Regions from separate parts of the Sus scrofa genome. Here region 2 is linked to region 1. The links are chromatin contacts, called in public promoter capture Hi-C maps. All regions are on one chromosome and are shown on one strand. Each heading gives the region's core, a stretch centred on a gene start, on an enhancer-like site or on the middle of the called end of the contact. The rest is flanking DNA. Distances are from core to core; before and after follow the strand shown.

The links. Promoter capture Hi-C pulls out the DNA fragments that hold promoters and counts their contacts.
Region 2: a contact with region 1 is called in a promoter capture Hi-C map of liver, with 4 times the contacts expected there. The contact joins the promoter of ASPDH here to the promoter of NR1H2 in region 1. A contact is called at or near these places in 1 of 5 promoter capture datasets (liver), 2 of 47 Hi-C or Micro-C datasets (liver and skeletal muscle) and 1 of 2 datasets of contacts at active chromatin or transcription factors (alveolar macrophages).

Annotation. Positions count from the first base shown.
Region 1 is chr6:55,236,343-55,240,888 of Sscrofa11.1, reverse strand. It overlaps NR1H2 (oxysterols receptor LXR-beta), which reads right to left and starts at 2,353. Exons shown (of 10, transcript XM_005664782.3): 1 at 2,197-2,353; 2 at 1,949-2,083; 3 at 1,344-1,408; 4 at 1,126-1,257; 5 at 533-823; 6 at 179-450. The coding sequence starts at 1,389.
Region 2 is chr6:55,341,364-55,345,909 of Sscrofa11.1, reverse strand. ASPDH (aspartate dehydrogenase domain containing) reads left to right here and starts at 2,373. Exons shown (of 7, transcript NM_001243870.1): 1 at 2,373-2,495; 2 at 2,690-2,834; 3 at 3,091-3,175; 4 at 3,267-3,416; 5 at 3,499-3,719; 6 at 3,790-3,944; 7 at 4,396-4,546. The coding sequence starts at 2,441. The coding sequence ends at 4,439.

The DNA of each region.
Region 1 (4,546 bases), core at 1,104-3,603:
CGCCAGGTTACTCTCAGGACTTTTCCCAGGGGCCCAACGCTATGGGCCCCTCGAGACAAAGCCGAAACTCCCTAGGAGCCCCTCCTCTCAAAGCCCCTGCCCTCTGGAGCCACATCCTCCCCTGGGGCCTTGACCCCTCGGGGCCCATCACCCCTCGAGGCTGGGGAAGGGGCAGTACCGTGACTTTGGGCTGGTCCGAGAAGGAGCGTTTATTGCACTGCAGCTGGGCCGCCACCAACTGCTGGATCATCAGTTCCTGCGCAGCTGTTAACTGGATGCCCTCGCCTTCCCCAGAGCCCTGGCCACCCCCGTCGGATCCTCCAGGGGAGGCCCCCGGCCCAGAAGCCGAGCCGCTGCTGACTCCGGGCGCTGTGGGTGATGACTGCTGCTGCTGCTGCTGCTGCTGCTTCCGAATCTTCTTCTTCCGTATCTGCTCTTTGGAGAGGACGCCTGGTGGGGAGACACGGGCTTCAACAGAAGCCCCAGGGCTGGGCAGGGGCCAGGCTGGCACCGCTTCCTTCCTGGCACTCACACTGCTCCCTCATCCCAGCCTCCTTGCACTTTCTCAGCCGGCACTGCTGGCACTTGCGCCGCATGAAGGCATCCATCTGGCAGGTTCCACCGCCCCGGCAGGCATAGCGCCCGGCCCCGCCTCGGATCACACTTCGCCGGAAGAAGCCCTTGCAGCCTTCACAGCTGAGCACGTTGTAGTGGAAGCCGGAGGCCGTGTCCCCGCACACTTGGCACAGCTCGTCGCCCAGCATCTTTGGAGCCGGGCCCTTCTTTCGCTTCCGCTCCGGCTCCTCTGCTGGGTCTAGGATGACTGGCATGAGTGGACAGAAGCCATGAGAGACAAATCCACAAAGATAAACGGTGGCCAGAAGGGAAACATCCACGAAAGATCGGAGGCAAAGAACCAGAGTGAAGAGGGTGACCCAGAGAGATGACGATGAGAGAGAAAGATGTGTATGTCAGTGAACCTCAGTGGACCAAAATAAGAGGTGGCAAGGATGCCTGGGAGAGGAACTAGCGCTGCCCGGCCCCGCTTCTGCTCTTTCTCCCTTCCTAGATCCCACCTCAAACCTCCATACCAACCCCAGTCCGTGTGCCTGGGCGCCATCTCACCCACAACGGAGGCTGAGCCGGCCCCGTCAGTGCTCGGGACATCAGGGTCCGCCCCTCCGGGCAATGGCTCAGGGCCATCCTCCTTTCCATCGGATGAAGACGACAGAGTGCTGGGCTGAAGGGGACCATTACCTGGGAGATGGAGGCACAGTGGGTTTCTCCTGACAATAGTCTGATGGGGCGGGGGGGCAGTGGCTGGGTGGGGGAGAGTCACTCACCACCAGGCAAGGGGGTGTCCAGGGAACTCGTGGTGGGGGTGGACATGGTGGGGTCACGGAGCAGCCTGCAGAATACAGGGGGCCTGAGAGCCTTGTGGGGCCAGAGAGGGTCAGGTTACGCCAGCCACAGGTCTCAATGGGGCACCTCCCTCTTCATCTCTTCCAGACTCTTCACCCTACTGTGTACAAACCCCACTCCCAGCCCCTGACAGCCTTCGGACCCTCCCACCCAGTTCTAACAGGCCACGCCCCCTTATGCTCCAGGACAGCCCTCAGCAGGGCCAAGCCCCGCCCTCCCCTAGACCCCAACCACTCCTAGATCCCGCCCACCCGCTTTTTCCAGAAACGTCCCGTCCCTTCGTCCCTGCAGTTTCAAGTGCTCTACCCTCACTTCCTCTCTCCCATCCAGTTTCACCCCACCTACTTTTACTCAGACTTCACTCCACCTCCACCGAGGAAGCGCCCTCATCTCTCATTCTGATCCCACCTCCTCCCATTATGCTCCGCCCACACCTCCTAGGTCTCCCCATCCCTTCCAGGCCCCGCCCCACCCCCTCCCATCACATCCTGCCTCCACCCCTTCCCGTGATGCTCCGCCCCCATACCTCTCTCCAGGTCCCGCCCCTCTCCGAACACCAGTGGGGGGCGGGGCTCATGGCTGCGCGCGAGGGTCTCGTGGGCGGCTTCTTGTGGGGGTCTCCTACTTTTGTTGCCCTGGAAACAGCCGGCGGCGGCGCGAGCTAAGGAAGGGAAGGGGTGGAAGGAGAGGAGGGGGCTGAGCCAAGCAGCGCGGGGAACGCCGGGAAGCCCCAGGCCCAGGGCTCCTCCCGCGTCTCCCCACACTCGGGTGCACCTGCTTTCGTCCCCTTGTTCTGCTTCTCTTCTGCCGCCTCCGTATCTGCTGGCACGGCGCCGCGACTAGGGTCCCCTCAAAAGTAACTTCGCCACTTCTTCCGGCAACCCCACCACGCGTCACTTCCGGAAGTGGGCGTGGAGTCAGGATGACGGAATTCCGGTCCGTCTAGGGGTAGCCTAAGCGGCTGTCTCTTACGGATGGCGGCTGCCGCCCGGAAGTTCGCGTTACCGGGTAGCTCCACGGAAGGCCGGAAGAAGAGTTCCGGTTCCATTCAATCCAAAGTGGGGCGGGAGGGCGGCGTGGCTAGTCCCAAACCTCCCTGCCCCGCCCAGTGTTGCTTTAAACTCTGCCCTGTGCCTCCCTGGGCTCGCGGGATTTACCGGCGTCGTCTCCCCGGCTACAGCTTTTTTCCCCCCATGGCTCTTCTAAAGCGTATTTGTTCTTTTTTGGTTGTTATAATTTTTTCAGATTTTGGAACTGAGCTGCTTGTTGGTTTTAAATAAGTTAATTACATACCTAGACGCAGAAAAAAAATGTATTTTAAAAATAATTCGGGAGTTCCTGCTGCCCGCCAGTGGGTTAAGAATCCGACTCCAGTGGCTCGGGTCACTGCGGAGGTGCGGGTTCCATTTGGCAGGCACATTGGGTTAAAGGATCTGGCTGTTGCTGGGCTTGAATTCAGTCCCTGGCCGGGGAACTTCCATTTGCTCCAAGTGGGGCCATAAAATAAATAATTTGGTGATAGGAAGAATTAAAAAAAAAAAAAAAGAAAGAAAGCTCCCTTGTGACTCAGGGGGTTAAAGATCCGGTGTTGACTCTGCAGCGGCCCGGGTTGCTGCTGTGGTACGGGTTCAATTCCCTGGCCCAGGAACTTCCACCTGCCACAGCGTGACCAAAAAAGAAAAGCAAAAAGAAAACTCAATACTTGGACAGGTAGAAGATGAGAGTTGTTCCAAAGTCTTTTCAATTACAATTAGATCTATATCGAGCATATAAGCATTTTTTAAAAAATGGGAGTATTTCGTTCCTGGGTTTCTGCACCAAAAAATAAACAATAAAAAATTTTAAAATGGGAATATATACTCTATGGTCTCTTTTGACTTGTTTTGTCCATTCCAGCGTGGCCTTCAAGCTGTGGGATTTTCCACCCGAGGTTGTTTACCAATAAAGCAGAGTGACTAACACGGCATTGGGAGATGACTGAACTCCCGTGTACTTAGGAGTGGAGTTTCTGAGTTCTACAGTAACTCTGTGTTTACTTTTTTTTTAACATGTACAGATGTAAAACAAATTTTAATTGGCCCCAAGCAAATGATAGAATGGCACAATACTATTTACAATTCACCAGAATTCTCCATCCTTAGCATGAAGCTTATGATAAACACAGAAATTGCCTATAAAATGGAAAAAGAATTTTTTTCAAACATAAAGCAACCCCCTAGGGGCATTTCAGGATTTTGTTCAGTTACATGTTTGTTTGTTTTTGTTTTGTTTTGTTTTTTGGCTTTTCTGGGGCCACTCCGTGGCATATGGAGGTTCCCAGGCTAGGGGTCAAATTGGAGCTGTAGCCGCTGCCGGCCTACACAAGAGCAACGAGGGATCCGAGCTGTGTCTGCAACCTACACCACAGCTCAGGGCAACACCGGATCCTTAACCCACTGAGCAAGGGCAGGGGCTGAACCCACAACCTCATGGTTCCTAGTCGGATTCGTTAACCACTGCACCACAATGGGAACTTCTCATTCAGTTACATGTTAAAATCCTCCAAGTGCTGCCATGGTGAACCTTAAAAAAAATGTGACTCGATTTCTAATTAATGTAAATTAATGTCTTTGATTTAATACGCCATGCGATTATTTAAGTTTTATGTGTAGCTTTTGTCGTGTGTGTGTGTTGTGTTGTGTCGTGTCCTGTGTGTGTTTTATTTAACTCTTTTGAGGAGCTGCCAGACCACGTGCATCTCTTTACATCCCCGGCAACGCTATCCCAAGATTTCAGTTTCTTTGCTACCTTACCACTGCTTGGTATTTTCTGTCTTTTTTTATTATGGTCCTTTTAGTGGGTGTGAATAGATATTTCATCATGGTTTTAATTTGTACTTTCCTGATGGCTCTTCCCCTGACACCCCCCCCCCCACACACACACTCTGCATGTGGAAGTTCCCGGGCCAGGGATCGAACACTTGTCACAGCACCAACACAAACTGAAATGGAAACACCCAGCATAAACCGGGACGGGGACTTGAACCCGGGGTCACTCACCTGGTGTCTGGACGCACCTGATACTGAGGCGCAGGTTCTGTTTGTGTCTCAGTGCAGAAGGAATTTAGCGAAAGATAAGTGGTAGG
Region 2 (4,546 bases), core at 1,124-3,623, 110 kb before region 1:
AAGGTGTGGGCAGGGCTGTGCTCCCTCTGGAACCTGTAGGGGAGGGTCCTTTCCTGCCCCTTCCAACTTCTGGTGGCCTCAGATATTCCTTGGCTTGGAGCAGGGTCCCCCCCCAGTCCCCGCCTCCCGTCTCCACAGGGAGTTCTCTCTGTCTCCACATCACCTTCCCTCTGGGTACGTCTCTGGGTCCAAATTTTCCCTTTTTATAAGGACACCAGTCAGACTGGATTAGGGACCCCCCCCCAACTCCAGTACGGCCTCATCTCCATCATCTGCAAAGAACCTCTTTCCAAACAAAGGCACACCCACTTTGACAGGAGGCGAGGATGCAATCCAGCCCATCACGGAGCCAAACCAGAACGGGTCTGTCTCCACTGCAGACCCATTCAGGACCCTGCCTTGGTGAAAGCGTTGAAGGGGAGGGGCGGAGTGAGCAGGGTGGGCCAGGGCGGTGGGGGGTGCTCTAGCCGCAGCTGGGGCCTGTGGGGCCGACAGGACTGCACGTCGGTCTTGTTAACTCAGAGGCTGGAGGCCCAGGGTGTCAGAGGGGACCACGCTGTAGCTCAGAAGGGCAGGGGCCACACACAGACCCCTCAGAGGGACAAGAGCCAGCGAGTGGGAGCAAATGCCAGGGGTCGGCCAGGACAGCGGGCAGCTGCTGGTGGAGCAGGGGGAGGCCAAGGGCCAACATTTCAGCCTCCAGAGGGCAAGTGCCCACAAGGGCTACCGTTTCATGCTGTCTAGACAGGCAGAGGCCAGTGGAGGCAGGCGTGACCTTACAACTTACAACACCTTGTCACTCAGGATGAGTCACTGCTCCGTGCAGACATAGCCGTGGCCATACAGGGGCCCCCTTCCTCCCCTCCTTCCAGCCTGGGCCCGCTCCCCTACACAGCAGGCCTGGCACATGCGCAGGACGGCCAGGCTCAGGGGCATCCACAACTGATGTCCACAACCAAAAGCGGGGTGGGCAGGAAGCCCCCTGCCACCCCACCCGGGGGCCCCTTGTGCCCTGAGAGGGCCTGAGCCGGGCCCATGTGCCTGGCCCTGCGCTACCTCCCTGCCTGTTTCTGCCCCCACAGCATCTTATCTCTCCCCCACCTGGGGCTCTTCAAGCAAATTCTTCCCTTATCGGCCGTGGCAGCCGCCTCTGGGACATGTCTGGGGTCCCCGACCCTATCTGCCTGGCTTGTCTGCTCTCAAGGCCTGTCGACTCAGAACTCTTGTCTCAAGTGATGCCTGGCTCCCCGCTCGCTCCACTCCCTCTTTCATGCGCTCTTTCTCGCTCGTCCTCTTTCAGGGCCTCATCCTGGTTGCCACGGCAACGCTGCAGCGGGTACCAGGTGGTTGGGGGCAGGGAGCCGACACTGCCGCAGCCTCCGCCATTTCCAATGCCAGGCACCCGCGAGGCGCAGTGGCTGGGGCTCATTCGGGGGCGCTCGGGGCCTCCACGAGCCTCACAGGCTGCTCCTTGGCCATGGAGGTGGGGGGAAGGGAGGGATGGGCATGGGAGTGAGACTATGAGGGGGATGGTGGAAGCTGGTGGCATCGTGGCTGGGGGAGGGGAGGACAAGGTGAGAGAAGTCAAGGTGAACAGAGGAATGATCAGACTGGAGGAAGGAAGGTTCTGGAGGGGAGCTGGAGGAGGTTTGGGGACCACTGAGACTAGGGTGAGTCCAACTCCAGCTCCTGCTGCCTTGCAGGGAAACGGGCACGGCCAGGCCAGTCCTCCCGCAGACCTTGGGGTAGGGAGGAGACGAGGGCCTGGCCTGGTTGGGGGCAGAATGGCAGCCAGCCCAGAGGCGGCAGGGTGGAAGCAAGAGGGCTGGAGATCCGGGAAGAGGTGGAGAGACGCAAGGACCTGAGAGATCAGAGCCAGAGAACCAAGGGAGGAAAACACGAAGGAGGGAGGCTGATGAGGAACACGGGTGCCAAGGCGCAGGGGAAGTGGCCGCAAAGGTGGGAAAACACAGGAGCAAGGGGACAGACAGAGCAGGAGTCCCGCATCGCCAGCTCCCATCCTTGGCTCCCAGCCTTCTCTATCCCCACCCCAAGTAGGATGCAGTTTCCATGACAACCTGGCCAGCCAGAAAGGGGGGCAGGGGACTGCAGAGGAAATTTTCCACATCAGCAGGAAAGGAGGAGGATGTGATGCAGAGAAGGAATGGGCCGGGTACGGGGGGCCGGCAGGGGGGACAAACTCAGGGCCCCAGAACCCCAGACCATCGTGCCCAGTGCCCCCCCAGATTCTCATCCCACCCCCACGCGGCACACCCACACCCCCACCTCTGGGCCGCTGCTGGAGGAAGGGGGGAGGTTCCGGAGAGGCTCAAGGGTCAAATGTCCAAAGATCAGCTGCTGCCCAAACCTTCAGTGGGGGTGGGCAGTGGGTAGCGAGCCGCCGGTGGAGCTCAGCCCCCTGACCATCACACCCAAGGGCATGGCCCTCGACCAGGTCCCAAGGAAGGTGGGCATAGTGGGCTACGGCCGCCTCGGTGAGTCCTTGACCGTCTGGGGCCTCTTCCCCAGCCCCTTTCTGAAGCTTCCAGAGCCCCTGTGCCTTCCACGCACACATCTTCCATCTCTGTCTCAATCAGCGGCCGGCTGATTCTGTGTCTGCCTGAGCACCTCCCATTCCCCACCACGGGGCTCTGTCCCCTTCTCTCTGAGTCTCTTCCCCTCTCCCCAGGGCAGTCCCTTGTCTCCCACTTGCTGACTCAGGGACCAGAACTGGGCCTCGAACTCGTTTTCGTCTGGAACCGTGACCCAGGACGAATGGCGGGGAGCGTACCCCCTTCCTTGCAGCTCCAGAACCTTGCTGCTCTCGGGGAGAGGTCAGTGACCTTGCCCTAGAGAGTGGGACTCTTTGAAGCTCCTCTTCTGGCTCCCTTGGGTGCTGTGTGCTCTCAGGAGAGTCTCTCACCCTCTCTGGGCTTTGGTTCACCCAAATGTGAAATAGGACAAGATTCCGGCCCATTTCCCCTCCCCAGCCAGGGCGAAGAGGGACAGGCCTCCATAGACTCAGGGAATCTGGGGAGGGGAGCTCTATTATGTCTTCAAGGCCTTCCCCCCTCCCCTCCCCGTTCCCAGGCACCCTGACCTTGTGGTGGAAGTGGCCCATCCCAAAATAATCCACGAATCTGGGGCAGAGATCCTGCGCTATGCCCATCTCCTGGTGAGCCCTGCCTCTTTCGCCTTGGCACCACCCCCCTCTAAATGGGATCCGTCATCTGACCTCAGCCCCGCCCCGCCTTCATCTTCCCCAGGTGGGCTCCCCCTCGGCCCTGGCTGAGCAGGCCACGGAGCAGCGGCTCCTGGAGGCCTCGCATCGCTGGGGCCACGCTGTGTTCGTGGCCCGAGGTGCCCTGTGGGGCACTGACGACATCACCAGATTGGACAAAGCCGGAGGCCTCCAGGTGAGGGTCCGCTGGGCTCCCCGGGAACTGGAAAGGGCCAACAGAGATCCCTAGCCCCCCTGACCCTGGCTCTCACTTCCAGAGCCTCCGAGTCACCATGGCCACACACCCCGATGGCTTCCGGCTCGAGGGACCCCTGGCTACAGCGCACAGCACCGGGCCTCGCACCGTGCTCTATGAAGGCCCTGTCCGTGGGCTCTGCCCCTTTGCCCCCCGAAATTCTAACACCATGGCAGCTGCTGCCCTGGCCGCCCCCAGCCTGGGCTTTGACCGTGTGATTGGGGTGCTTGTGGCTGATTTCAGGTGAGCCAAGCTGAGCAGGGGGTCTGGGCTGGGGCCAGGCCAGTAGCACTGATTACCTTCCTTGCCTCAGCCTCAAGGACATGCACGTGGTGGATGTGGAGCTGAGCGGCCCCCCAGGCCCCACAGGCCGAAGCTTTGCTGTGCACACCCACAGGGAGAACCCAGCTGAGCCCGGTGCTGTCACTGGCTCTGCCACTGTCACCGCCTTCTGGCGCAGCCTCCTGGGTGAGGCCAGGTTCCTCCCCAGTGCTAGTGGTCCCTCACCCCAAGCCCCGGGCTCTCATGCTCTGCAGAGCTTGCGTCTCAGGTGTTGCCTCGGTCTGAAGTTCTGATTCTGTCTTAATTGATTGATCGTTGTTTCTGAGTCTCCTTAACCCTGCGCGCGATGATGCTGAATCTTTTTAGATCTCTCTCTGTTGTCCAAGTTTCCATGCTCTCAGCCTCTGTGTCCCCCTCTCTCTGGGACCCTACCAGGTGTCCCTGTCCACCCTCACGGTCTCTGTCCCTCTATCTCTGGGACTTTGGTCCCTCTCCTTAGGTCGCTGGGCCCCTCTGGGTCTCAGGCTCTCCCTCTAGGTCTTCCTCGATCCCCACCTTGGCCTGTCCCTTCTTCCAGGTGTCTGTCACTCCTCATCTCTCTGTCTGAGCCTTTCATTCCCGGTTATTTCCCCTGCAGGCTGCTGCCAGCTCCCCTCCAAGCCGGGAATCCATTTCTGCTGAGAAGCCTCCTCCTTCCCATAAGGACATCTTTGTCTCATGTACTTCCTCACCACCGTCCGGCTCCTACCCCGGCCTCGGTGTCCCCATACCTCCCTCGTGTCTCAGTA